Linked DNA regions of Rattus norvegicus: all the other regions are linked to region 2. Evidence: chromatin contacts called from public Hi-C data. All regions are on one chromosome and are shown on one strand. The core of a region is the stretch at or near the end of the contact, and the rest is flanking DNA. Distances in the headings are between cores, read along the strand shown.

Evidence for each region. A called contact is a pair of places that touch in the nucleus more often than the background predicts.
Region 1: a contact with region 2 is called in a Hi-C map of kidney, with 2.5 times the contacts expected there. The contact joins the promoter of C1qtnf12 here to the promoter of C5h1orf159 in region 2. A contact is called at or near these places in 2 of 12 Hi-C or Micro-C datasets (kidney and liver).
Region 3: a Hi-C map of hepatocytes shows a contact between it and region 2, with 1.6 times the contacts expected there. The contact joins the promoter of Ints11 here to the promoter of C5h1orf159 in region 2. A contact is called at or near these places in 4 of 12 Hi-C or Micro-C datasets (the A7r5 cell line, hepatocytes, kidney and 1 more).

The regions. Positions count from the first base shown.
Region 1 is chr5:171,832,297-171,835,930 of GRCr8, reverse strand. It overlaps C1qtnf12 (C1q and TNF related 12), which reads right to left and starts at 2,077. Exons shown (of 8, transcript NM_001108000.1): 1 at 1,657-2,077. The coding sequence starts at 1,815.
Region 2 is chr5:171,981,533-171,985,226 of GRCr8, reverse strand. C5h1orf159 (similar to human chromosome 1 open reading frame 159) reads right to left here and starts at 1,257. Exons shown (of 10, transcript NM_001014072.1): 1 at 1,137-1,257.
Region 3 is chr5:171,759,685-171,762,969 of GRCr8, reverse strand. Ints11 (integrator complex subunit 11) reads right to left here and starts at 1,565. Exons shown (of 17, transcript NM_001033892.2): 1 at 1,428-1,565. The coding sequence starts at 1,458. Cptp (ceramide-1-phosphate transfer protein) reads left to right here and starts at 1,704. Exons shown (of 3, transcript NM_001007703.1): 1 at 1,704-1,974.

The sequences.
Region 1 (3,634 bases), core at 828-3,327, 150 kb after region 2:
CCTAGATGTCTCCCCATGAGTGTGAGTGTTAGGGGCGGGAGGAGGGAATAGGCAAGGTGAGGTCTGGGCCTCTGTGAAAGCAAGAACCTGACACTAAAGTACCTGGGGCCTTTGTGAAAATGACCACGATCCCTCTGGCCCTGCTCCATGAAGAAGGGCATAATGGACTCATATGGGGCAAGCCTGGTGTGTCTCTAACAAGAGGTTGGCCTTAAATGAGGTAAGGTAGTTACAGACACATGGGCATGGCTGGGGAGAGTATGCCTGGTAAGGGCCAAGCCCATCTCTGGGGACAATTAGGATGTGGAGGAGATCTATACGTCAGGCCAGCAGTGTGTGGAATGCACAGGACTGTGGCAGCCACTAGCCTAGCTGTGACAGTCTGGTTGTTCCAAGATGTTCCTGCCTTCCAATGAAGTAAGCCAAGGCTTCTGGCACAGTCCAAGGTCAGTCCTGAGTAAGACCAAGGTGGCTGCTGGAGATCCTAATTGGAACTAAAGATGTTCTCTTCCAGACAGGTTAGCAGGCTAGAAAGGACTTGCAAACACTGCTTCCCCCTTGGGTCCCGCCCTGGGACAGATGCAAGGACATCTGCTTGACCCCTTGGCACTGAGAGCAGCACCAGACACTGCTGAGTCAAGGGCAAAGACTACAAGGAGATGTAGAACAAGCCCCACCCCAGCGCAGAGGCAGGGGCACCTGGAGAGTGAGTTCACAGAGGCTCTATCCCTGCTCTATCTTCTCAAACTGTCTACTGTCCTATCTTTGGAAAGACAACCCAGGGCAGGGCCGAAAAAACTGCCTCCACTCAACTGGGTGGACACAGCCTCCCTTGCCTAGTTATCTCCAAGGACGGTTATTCAGGACCCAACACCTGCAGAAGCTACTAATAAGAGAGGTCATAATCTGCCTTCTGCCTGCCCACAGCTTAGAATCCCTCAGCTCTGCTCACTCTGCCTATCAGGAAAATGTGGCCTCAGGCTTGAGGTGCTTTGATGTGGGCTGAGAGGCAGCCAAGCTAGCCAACACAGAGACACCCTAAGAAGGAGAGATGCAAGGATCAAAGATTCAGAGCCAGGAGAATCCTGTTTGGGTCAAAGCTATTTCCCTTCCTGACCTGAGGGCCCACAGGACGGCTGCAGTAGGGACTCTGAGACAAGCGCTCAGGAGATTCCTGTCTCTAAAGGACTGGAAGAACAGGGTACTTTGCATGTAAGTTGCCACAGCAGAAAGGCTACCACAGGACCCCTGGAAAACACAGGGGACAGGTTAGTCAAGCTACTTCCTATTTAGAAGTTATGATACATAAGGTGACCCATTCATTTACCAGGATGCCCGAAGTCCTTTTCTGCCCTCACTTGAGAAAGCAATTATATCTAATGGCATCAGAAAACACACTGAGGCTTCAAAGCGTTAACCGTTGCCCCACCAGGAGTCCCTCTTGTCAGACCCACCAGGCATGGCAGAGGGAAGCTCCCCCACAGGCCAGGGGGACCGTCCTGACTGCAGCAAACTCTAAGCCAGGACCAGTGGTCAAGGTCTTATGCAGAGCAACCTGGAAATAGGAGAGCAAAGCTGTCGAGGTAGGAGGGCTAGTCTGAGCTTTGACGCTGTGCCTAGAGCTGCATACCTACATGCTCCCCTGCCTCTGCCTACCTTGATGGAGCCTGGGAATCCCTCATGGCTGGATGTGGTAATATTGGGAGAATCCACACGCACAACCAGCTGCCGAGGCTTCTTGAGTTCCTGTCGTGCCCGGACTCCTGCAGTCTGTAGCCAGAGGAGAGCTGCCGCAGCCCAGCCCCAAGCCCACATGGCTCAGTCTCCGCAAGTAGAGGCTTAGGGATAGGAGCCCCGGCCAGTGTGCTTATGGGGGCGGCGGCAGGCATTCAGAGCCCCTGCGCGGGGGCGAGGCCCAGGGACGAGCCCAGCAGCCGCTGGTGCATGTCTGCAGGAGGAGTCAGAACTCTTCGTCTTTGCCGTCCTATCCTCCTGCTCAGTGCCCTTGCCGGCAACTCTGCCACCAAAAGAGACCTCCTTCCTTCCTAAGCCTCTCAGGCTCCAAGGGGAGGACTCACACAGGGAACTTCCACCGCATGGAAGGCGGGGTAGGGCAGGGTGGGGCGGGGCAGGGGCGGGACCCCTATGACCAGTGATTCCATCACCCCTTTCTAAGGAGATGGGAGGAGCTGGGTTGCTTCCCCCCAGCCCAGTCTCTGGTCTCCTCTCAGCAGGATTTCTATTTAGTTAAGCTGGGGCTGTCAACTCTCTATGGCATCTTTCATACCCACACCTCCAAGGAGGTGAATCCAAGTGATTCCTTCACTTTAGGAAGCTGTGTACAAATCTCCCAGACTTTACCCCACATACCTCATTCAGGCCCAGAAGCAGCCCTACCCTAAACCACAACAAAGGGCCTGGAAAAGTAGGACTTCATTACCTGGTTGCTTACCCCTCCTAGCTAGTGGTCCTCCCTCTACTTACATGAACCCTACCAGGCTGACCTCGGCACGGAGCCTGGCAATGGAGTGGCTGGTGATCTATCTTCTAGTCTGTCACCCCACTGTCAGTCCCCTAGGCCTGTCTTCTAAGAGATTAGCACAGGCCCAGGTTACACTGCAAAGGAGAACTGGTCCTTGTCCACCTGTGACCAATACAATTTGCCCCTCTAGTACTCACAAGTGACAATGTCAGGTCTCCAGAGGAAGGTCCTTCTGAATCACCTTCAAGTTGCATGTTGGTTAGCTAAGAACAAGCTGAGCCAACGAGTACCTTGGGTTTGGTGATTATGGCCCTTGTGAGACTGGGCCAGGATTCCCAATAGCCAGATGACCTCCAACTGGTAAAAGTAGTGGGTCCAACTCCTCTACAAAGGAACTGGAGCTGCACCCCCTACACACACTGACTGGTTGGTCCCAGTGGGTACGGGTCCTGGTAAACAGAACAGAATGTTCTAGAATACAGCCCCCTCAATTCTCACACCAAAAAAGTGAAAGGTGATCAGCTCCAGGCCACAGAGAAGCTTAAAAAATAAAGCAGGGGTAGGGGAGAATGTAAGGGAAGTGTCCATCCCTCTGCTCCTGGCTCCCAGGCAAACTGTCACCTCCAGGAACAGCTGAAGCTAATCTTGGGAGTGTTTCACACATACTGTCAATGCCTCATGCCCTCAAAAGTGTCTCTGGTCCTTACGTTTACTGGTGGGACCACTTTGGATAAGTACCAGCATTTGATCCCCAACAGTGACCTGTACCGTGTGTGTGTGTGTGTGTGTGTGTGTGTGTGTGTGTGTGTGTCTGTCTGTTCACGCATGCCAAGAAAGACAGCCTCTATGCCCCAAGTTCAATGATCAGTTTTTGGAGAAGGCAAGTGCCTCAGCCCAGAAACCTCTTCAAAGCACCCTGTTCTTCTGATCCACTTATATCTTGGTGGCCCAGCCTTTCTTAGTGTTTCTGGTAATAGGAGTCCCCAGCTCTGTCTTTCAAGCAGTTTATAAGCAGGTAGGCTAGAACTGCCAGGGATACCACAGTGGACCTCATTTTGTGACTAGGGATGGACTCAAGTTTCCAGCTTTCCAGCTTCAACATCTCCCAGCCACAAACAACTTGGAAAATAACCAAAAGAATCCTACTTTGGT
Region 2 (3,694 bases), core at 8-2,507:
TAGATGCTGTTAGTGGACACAAGAGCTCACCTAAGATGAGCTTAAGCCCACCAAGATAAGTGCTTGCTTTGTTTTGGGGAAGACTATTAAGGTCAGGATGTGGAAGTCAAGAAAAGAAACTATCAGTTGGGTGATGGGGCTTTTGATCCCAGCCTGGTCTACAGAGCCACCCTGTCTCAAAAAGGAAAGAAAAGGGGGTGTGGGGGGAGAGGGTGGTGGAGAAGGGAGAGAGGAGAGGGGAGAGAGGAGAAAGAAAACTTTCTGTATAATTCAGATCTGTAGTTTCTTCTACAAGCTTCTAAAAATAAAAACGGACTCAAATTATTGTCGGGCTCTTAACATAGTTACCAGACTATGTTTGTGACCTGGTTCAACCTGGTGAAGCCCATGACTTTCTTGCAGGATCTATAGTAGAGGAGAAGCAAGGTTTGTACAGCAAGGTCTCAAAATGTGAGAAAGCCCCGGATTCAAATCCTGACCCCCACCCCACCTAGGACACACATGCACACATTTAAAAAAAGGGGGGGGGGGTTGGGGATTTAGCTCAGTGGTAGAGCACTTGCCTAGCAAGCGCAAGGCCCTGGGTTCGGTCCCCAGCTCCGGGAAAAAAAAAAGTATATAAAAAAAAAAAGAACCAACCAACCAAACAAACAAACAAAAAAGCCGGGTTTTGTCTTCTTCGTACACTGCAGTAATACTAAGAAAACCCAACAAGATTACAGGCCAATAGACGCAAGTTAGAAGCTGGCAAGGGCTACGTGGCCAAACCCTTTCCCAAAACAAAAACAAAATACTGGGCTAAGTTCGACACCTTTAAATTTAATAGGCCTACTGAGTTGAGAATTCGGTAAGAATACAGTTGCGTGGAGAAACTACAAGGGCCAAAAGCCTTTTGCGGTAGGATTTGTAATACGCTGATAAGTGGTTCTCACAGCAAAGTCCTCAAGAAGACCACATCCCGTGGCAGGACCTGGACCACTTCATGACACCAACAGACCAACGGAAGTCCCTCATCTCCCACGTCCTGCTCCGCGCACCTCCGTGCTGCCTGCGGTTCATTCTTCCCTTTCAACCTCCCCTCCCTCCATCTGTCCATTCGCGCAACCACCATGCTCCACTCCCGGCTCCATCCGTACCGCCTCATCACTGACAAAATGGCAGGCAGACAGGGTGGGTACTGTCCCGCTAGGCCTTGGATGAGTCCTGGAGTCTGGGCTACCCGGAGCCTTTAACGTGTAGTTGCAGCAGCCACCTCCGTCAGACCTGGGCCTTCACTCACCACACACCAGGCAGGTTCCTCTTTCGTACCGGCCGCCTAGCGAACGCCCCGCGAGCGCCCCCTGGGACTTGTAGTCTCTCATCCTCCCACGCTCAGGCATTGGCGAGGGCTGCTTTAGGCAAAAAAACTACAACTCCTAACGGCCCCCTCGCCCAAGTGCGTTTGTCCAGGATTCTCTCCAGGCAGTTTGGCTTGCATTCGGAGTTCTGATTGGGAAATGTAGTCCAAGAGGACTTGAACCGAGGGAGGGGAAGGGAAAGAGTAGTGTGGGAGAGAAACGACTACATTCCCCAATACTCCTAGCGGCGGCCAATCATCTTAGTCCTTGTTAGGTGGCGAGCTACCAGTGCTTGACTTGATTCTAGGGTATGGGGTGTGACCTCCGCCTTCCTCGGCAGCTCTCCCTTTCAGAGGATCACAAAAGATCTATGAACTGCCCCTCAAGGCTACGGTAGCCTTTGAAATATTTGACTGGCCATAGTTTGTGATTGAGGTGGGGTAGGTGCTTTTCAAACTCATTCAGAACGTGTGGTTTGATTGGCTAGCCCCATAGCCCCATTTCAAAGTGAACACTTTCTCTCTCTCTCTCTCTCTCTCTCTCTCTCTCTCTCTCTCTCTCTCTCTCTCTCTCTCTCTCTCTCTCTTTTTTTTTTTCTTTCAGAGCTGAGGACCGAACCCAGGGCCTTGAGCTTGCTAGGCAAGCGCTCTACCACTGAGCTAAATCCCCAACCCCTGTGAACACTTATCAAGTTCAAATTAATCCTTTTGTAAAAAATCTGGGCTTTCTAATTTATCTTTGGTGTTTCTGCTCGGAGATCTGGACTCCGGTTCCTCCCAAGTGGGAGGCCACACCCACGCTAAGCTGAGCATGGAGCATCTGAGGTCACCAAGTGGAATGTTAGGAGGAGTGGCTACCTGATCACCCTGGTCTCTTTCACTTTGGAGGCCCCAGGTAGTTAGGCTTCTTCACGGAAGCTATCCTAGATGTGCCACACAAGGAGGAGGCATTGTACTTTTTTGCAGTCCATCAACTTACGTCTTCCCTGAAATGGGGTTGGACCATTAGGCAGCACCTGGATAAGGGTGCACCAGGGCTGTGTTTTGAATAAAGATTAGAGGGTATCTGTCGGGCTTGGTCCTTGTTTTCTCTCCCTGGTCTCGAGCCACCAGCAATGCAATGACATCGCTAAGCATTTGCTCTCCACCCGGCCTTCCTCACTTCCTAGATACTGACATGACCTGAGTTTCTCTGATCTGGTAGAGCTGGTCCGACAACTCCGCATTCTTTGCACAACAATAATTTACTCCTCCCTGCAACTCAACCCTAAAACTCAGTGGATCCAAGAATTCAGAGTTAGAGACGTGGGCCATGGTAAAATGGGCTGGATTCTTCCCAAATTAGTGACATCAGCACAGACCGAATTTCTGTTTGTTTTTTGTACTTCCTCTGGGTTCCCCCCCAAAACCTAGTATTTCTGGCAAATACTAGGAAAAGCATGTCTTTGAAAGGGTTGTGTGTGTGTGCACGCTCATCAGAGATTTGGCATCCGTTGAGCATGGGCTAAGCAGTGAGTGTGAGGGGATGAGTCATACTCTAAGCACCTTAACTTTACCATCTATCCCTAGTCCGTATCTGTCCCAGAAGATTTTCAATCAACTTTAGACTGCAAACTGACCCAAGACCTTTCTCTTAGCTTCCTGGAAGCCAGTATTCTTCTGTTTGCCTTTGGAACAAGGTATAAACCTCTCAGCTCTTCCAGTGCCATGACTGCCTGGACACTGCCATGCTACCTACCTTAATGATAATGGACTGAACCTCCAAACCCATAAGCCAGCCCCGATTAAATATCCCTTATAAGAGTTGCCTTGGTCATAGTGTCTTCTCAGCAGTGGAGACCCTAAGAGACCCAGTAAGGCCAGGGTACTGAGGGAAACAAATATCCCCCATCTTGAACTGCTCTCTCCCTAACCAGCTTTTGACTGACATTACAACCTTCCTGGGCCCCTGATAAAAATGCTGTAATTTTGTTAAGAAGCATCTGTAGATGAGATTACATGACCCCTTATCATTAATAAAAAAAGGCTATAATATCAAATCCTAAAGAAACTCAGGACAAATGGCTAACTGTGGTGTCTACTAGCATACAAAAGTGTCTAGGTTCACTCAGTACCCATGGCTACTCTCACCCCACCCTACCCTAAATCTCTAACCCAGAAGCTTTACTTCCCTTGCCCCACTCTCTTTCCTATCTAAACCTACCATTTCAGCCATTCACTCTCTCAGTCCTCTTCTCTTGATTGCCCTTCTTGTCCTTCTCTCTTCCTTTCTTGATTCCCCCACCTCCTCTCATGGCCCAGTTTAGTCTGGTGGCTGTGTTCCATATGCTACTTTCTCTCCCTGCTCTGAACTCTTCC
Region 3 (3,285 bases), core at 316-2,815, 220 kb after region 2:
AAAACAACACAGCCTTGTTGCCATCATGGATCCTATAGTTTCCACCTGCCCACTGCAGGCACCAACCACTGTCTTCAGTACACAAACATCATGGTGACCAGCCATGGCCCAGTCTGCTTTCCTTATGAAGCCAGCCACAATGAGGTGGAGTAGCCGTCGGCCTCAGAGTCTTCTGCGGGCCTGCTCCTATATCCTCAAGATGTGTGCTCCCAGAGAGAAAGCTTTTAGTATCCTTCCCCATGGTACCTTTAGCCCTGAAGCTGTGCTAGGACCTGAGGCCCTTAAAGCATTTATAGACAGGGAATGGCTGCGCCTTTACAAGGGTTACCTCACATCACAGGCACCCATAACCACAGGACTACCAAGAATGGTGCCAAAGTGTACATTTTTGAATTACAAAGCCCAGTTCTTGGGCACTAGCAAATGTTCTTCCCAAAGAGACTTACAACTCCAGGGGAAAAATGACGAAGAGAAAACAAAACTGACAAGAAAGCAAAGGATGCTACATTTCTGCATGGAGCAGAATTCACCGTAGGGGGACGAGACAATTAGACACTGAGTGCATTACATGGAGATTGAATAACTGTGCCCAAAAGTTCAGAACTGTGGCAGAAAACAAAACTTTCCCAGTGGGGGCAGGCGTTGGGGAGCCAGATCAATGAATGTGCTTGATATCGTAAGCTAATTAGTGTTTAGACTAGATGGTGGAGGTAGTCAGAACTTGCTTCTGCTAAGGCCCTGTGATTCAGTGAGTTGAGAAGAGTCTCAGTTCTAGCCAAGATAACCCAGAGACCCAGGTCATATGAATAAGAAGGTGCTTCCAACACCCTGCACACGTGTAGGAAGGAAAATGCAGGGTCATTTGGGAAGTTCTGAAATCCCAGATTTCAAACGGTTGTTTTCTCCTTCACAACCATACTATGCTATTGGGGCTTTTAGACGTCTAGATTTATATGCTCTATGATGATTTTAAAAATTCAGGATAGACCAGACACAAAGTCTGATCTGAGGGGTGACAGCAAGCAACCTGAACATGAGAAGCACTGGGAGAAGTGGGAGGTGGGGTGGGCAGAAATGAGAAAGAAGCCCATACAGAGGGGTCTTGAAACAGCAGTCCAAATACAGGACGAGCTCTGTGCTGGATTCAACACCAGTGACAGGTGACACCTGTCCAAGATTCATTTCACCTCACAACCACCTTAAGCAGCCGAGGTAGAGAAGCTGGGCCTCCATAACTCACATCGAGCTCTAGGACCAGGAATCAAACCCAAAGCTCTTCGATCCCCGTGCCAGGCAGAGAAAAGGAAGCACTAGCTCCGAAACGTTCTACTCCGGCTTCCGCTCCTTGGGATGAACAGCTGATAGACGGCTATGGAGATGAAGGGACTCGCCGGACGCCGCAGAAGATGCTTAGGACTCGGACTCACCCAAGGGAGTGACCCTAATTTCAGGCATCATCGAGGAGGCAGGCAGTCTCAAACCACGTTTCCACAGCTCGCGCGCACCGCCCGCAGGAAAGCCTTAGACCTCGCGCGCAATCAAACCTGACACCCAGCCACCGCGACTCCTACAACCGCGCGCAGGCGCAACCGCCAAGACGCCCCCTTCCGGTCCTCGCGCCGGAAACGCAGGCCGATATGTCGAGTTCTAATTGGATGATCAGCAACCAATTGGGATGGCGTGGCAGCAAAGGGCGGGGCAGAGGCTGGGCTTTAGGTGGCAGCTCAAGGTTTCTTCCCAACCGCAGGCTGCGAGCTTGGGGGAAAGCATAGGGATGGGAGCTCTTACCTGACAGTGAACTAGGCAGCAGAGCCATGCCTCTGTAGACCACCGGAACGGAGGGCAAAGATTCGTCACCCACAGCAGCCTAATTATAGCTTTGATCAACCCCCCCCATCACTGACCTTCCCTGCACCCTTTGCCCTCCGCGGGAGTAAAGAACCACCACTCACCCCCCACCGGAACCCGTCTCAGGTGAGATTTGCAGACTTCTTTGCACCACCCTGGCTCACTGCTACGCCTAGGTGTATGTGCTGTGTGCCAGCTTGTGGGCCTTCGGCCGGCTGTCCATCCTGTTTAGAGGTGTTCTGCATCACCTTCCGGGAGCTGGGGAGCTGCCCTCCCTTCCTGTTCTTTCCGGGTTTCCACTGACCATTCTAAGAAGCTACTTGGCTTCTGGCTCAGGCTCTGGGCAGGAAAGCCTGGCTGCGGGATTGTTAGGTGGCCAGAAATGAACTGGCGCGGGGTGGGGGGCAGCATAGAGACGATTTACCCACTGGACAGCCAACAGGCCCTGAGAGAAGGGTGTATCACAAGTTTCTGGGCGTCGCCATCTTTCTGAGGCCCAGGCAGGGCTGTCACTGACACCTAAGTACAAGGTGAGCCCATCTCCTAAGTCTGGAACTTGCAATGGGCACCCAGTGCAACCTATGGGACTCTATCACCACTCCATGGACCGGGAGGGCATGCAGACCACATACCCAGAGCTGAAGGACTGAGGCATAGGACTGTGTGAAGGAAAGAAAAAACTTGCACACAGATGTTGCACACTGGATAGGGATGGGTTTTTGAAGGCCTGGTGGTACAGAGGGTTAGGTCAGGGATCCAGTACTAAGGGACACAAGAATCTCCAGAACTGGTAGTAAGTGTCGGACATAAATGTAATGCAGCTACATCCCACAGGGTTGTTCCTGGACACCAAGGCAAGGCTGTTAAGATAGCAGGAAAGGTATATCCATTCAATATTTGAGCACAAAAGGAACCTGGTGGCACAAGCTTGTAGTTCTAGCTACTCAGAAAGCAGGAAGATTGAAAGTAAAAGGCCTAGTCTGACATGGTGGCACACACCTTTAATCCCAGCATTTGGGAAACAGGCAGGCAGATCTGGGTTCATTTACAGAGTGAACTCCAGAACAGCTAGGGCTACACAGAGAAATCTTGTCTTGAAAAAACAAAAAAGAAAGTTAAAGGCTTGCCTAAGCTATTCTCTGTCCTACATACAAGACACCCTTAGGCACAGTCCCCACAACTGAAGATAGATAGATAGATAGATAGATAGATAGATAGATAGATAGAAAGAAGTGGGGACTGGGTTTGTGGAGTGACTGTAAAAATGTCTACAGAATACAGAACCCAGCCTTACCTTAAGGCCTTTATCCTATACCACTTCCAGAATGTTCTCTGGAGCGAGTGGGAGGATTTGTAGCAATCCTTTGTATGTATTATGACCTTTGGCCCAGCTACCCTGCTTTTTTGGAGGACACACACCATTTCAACAACAGGAGT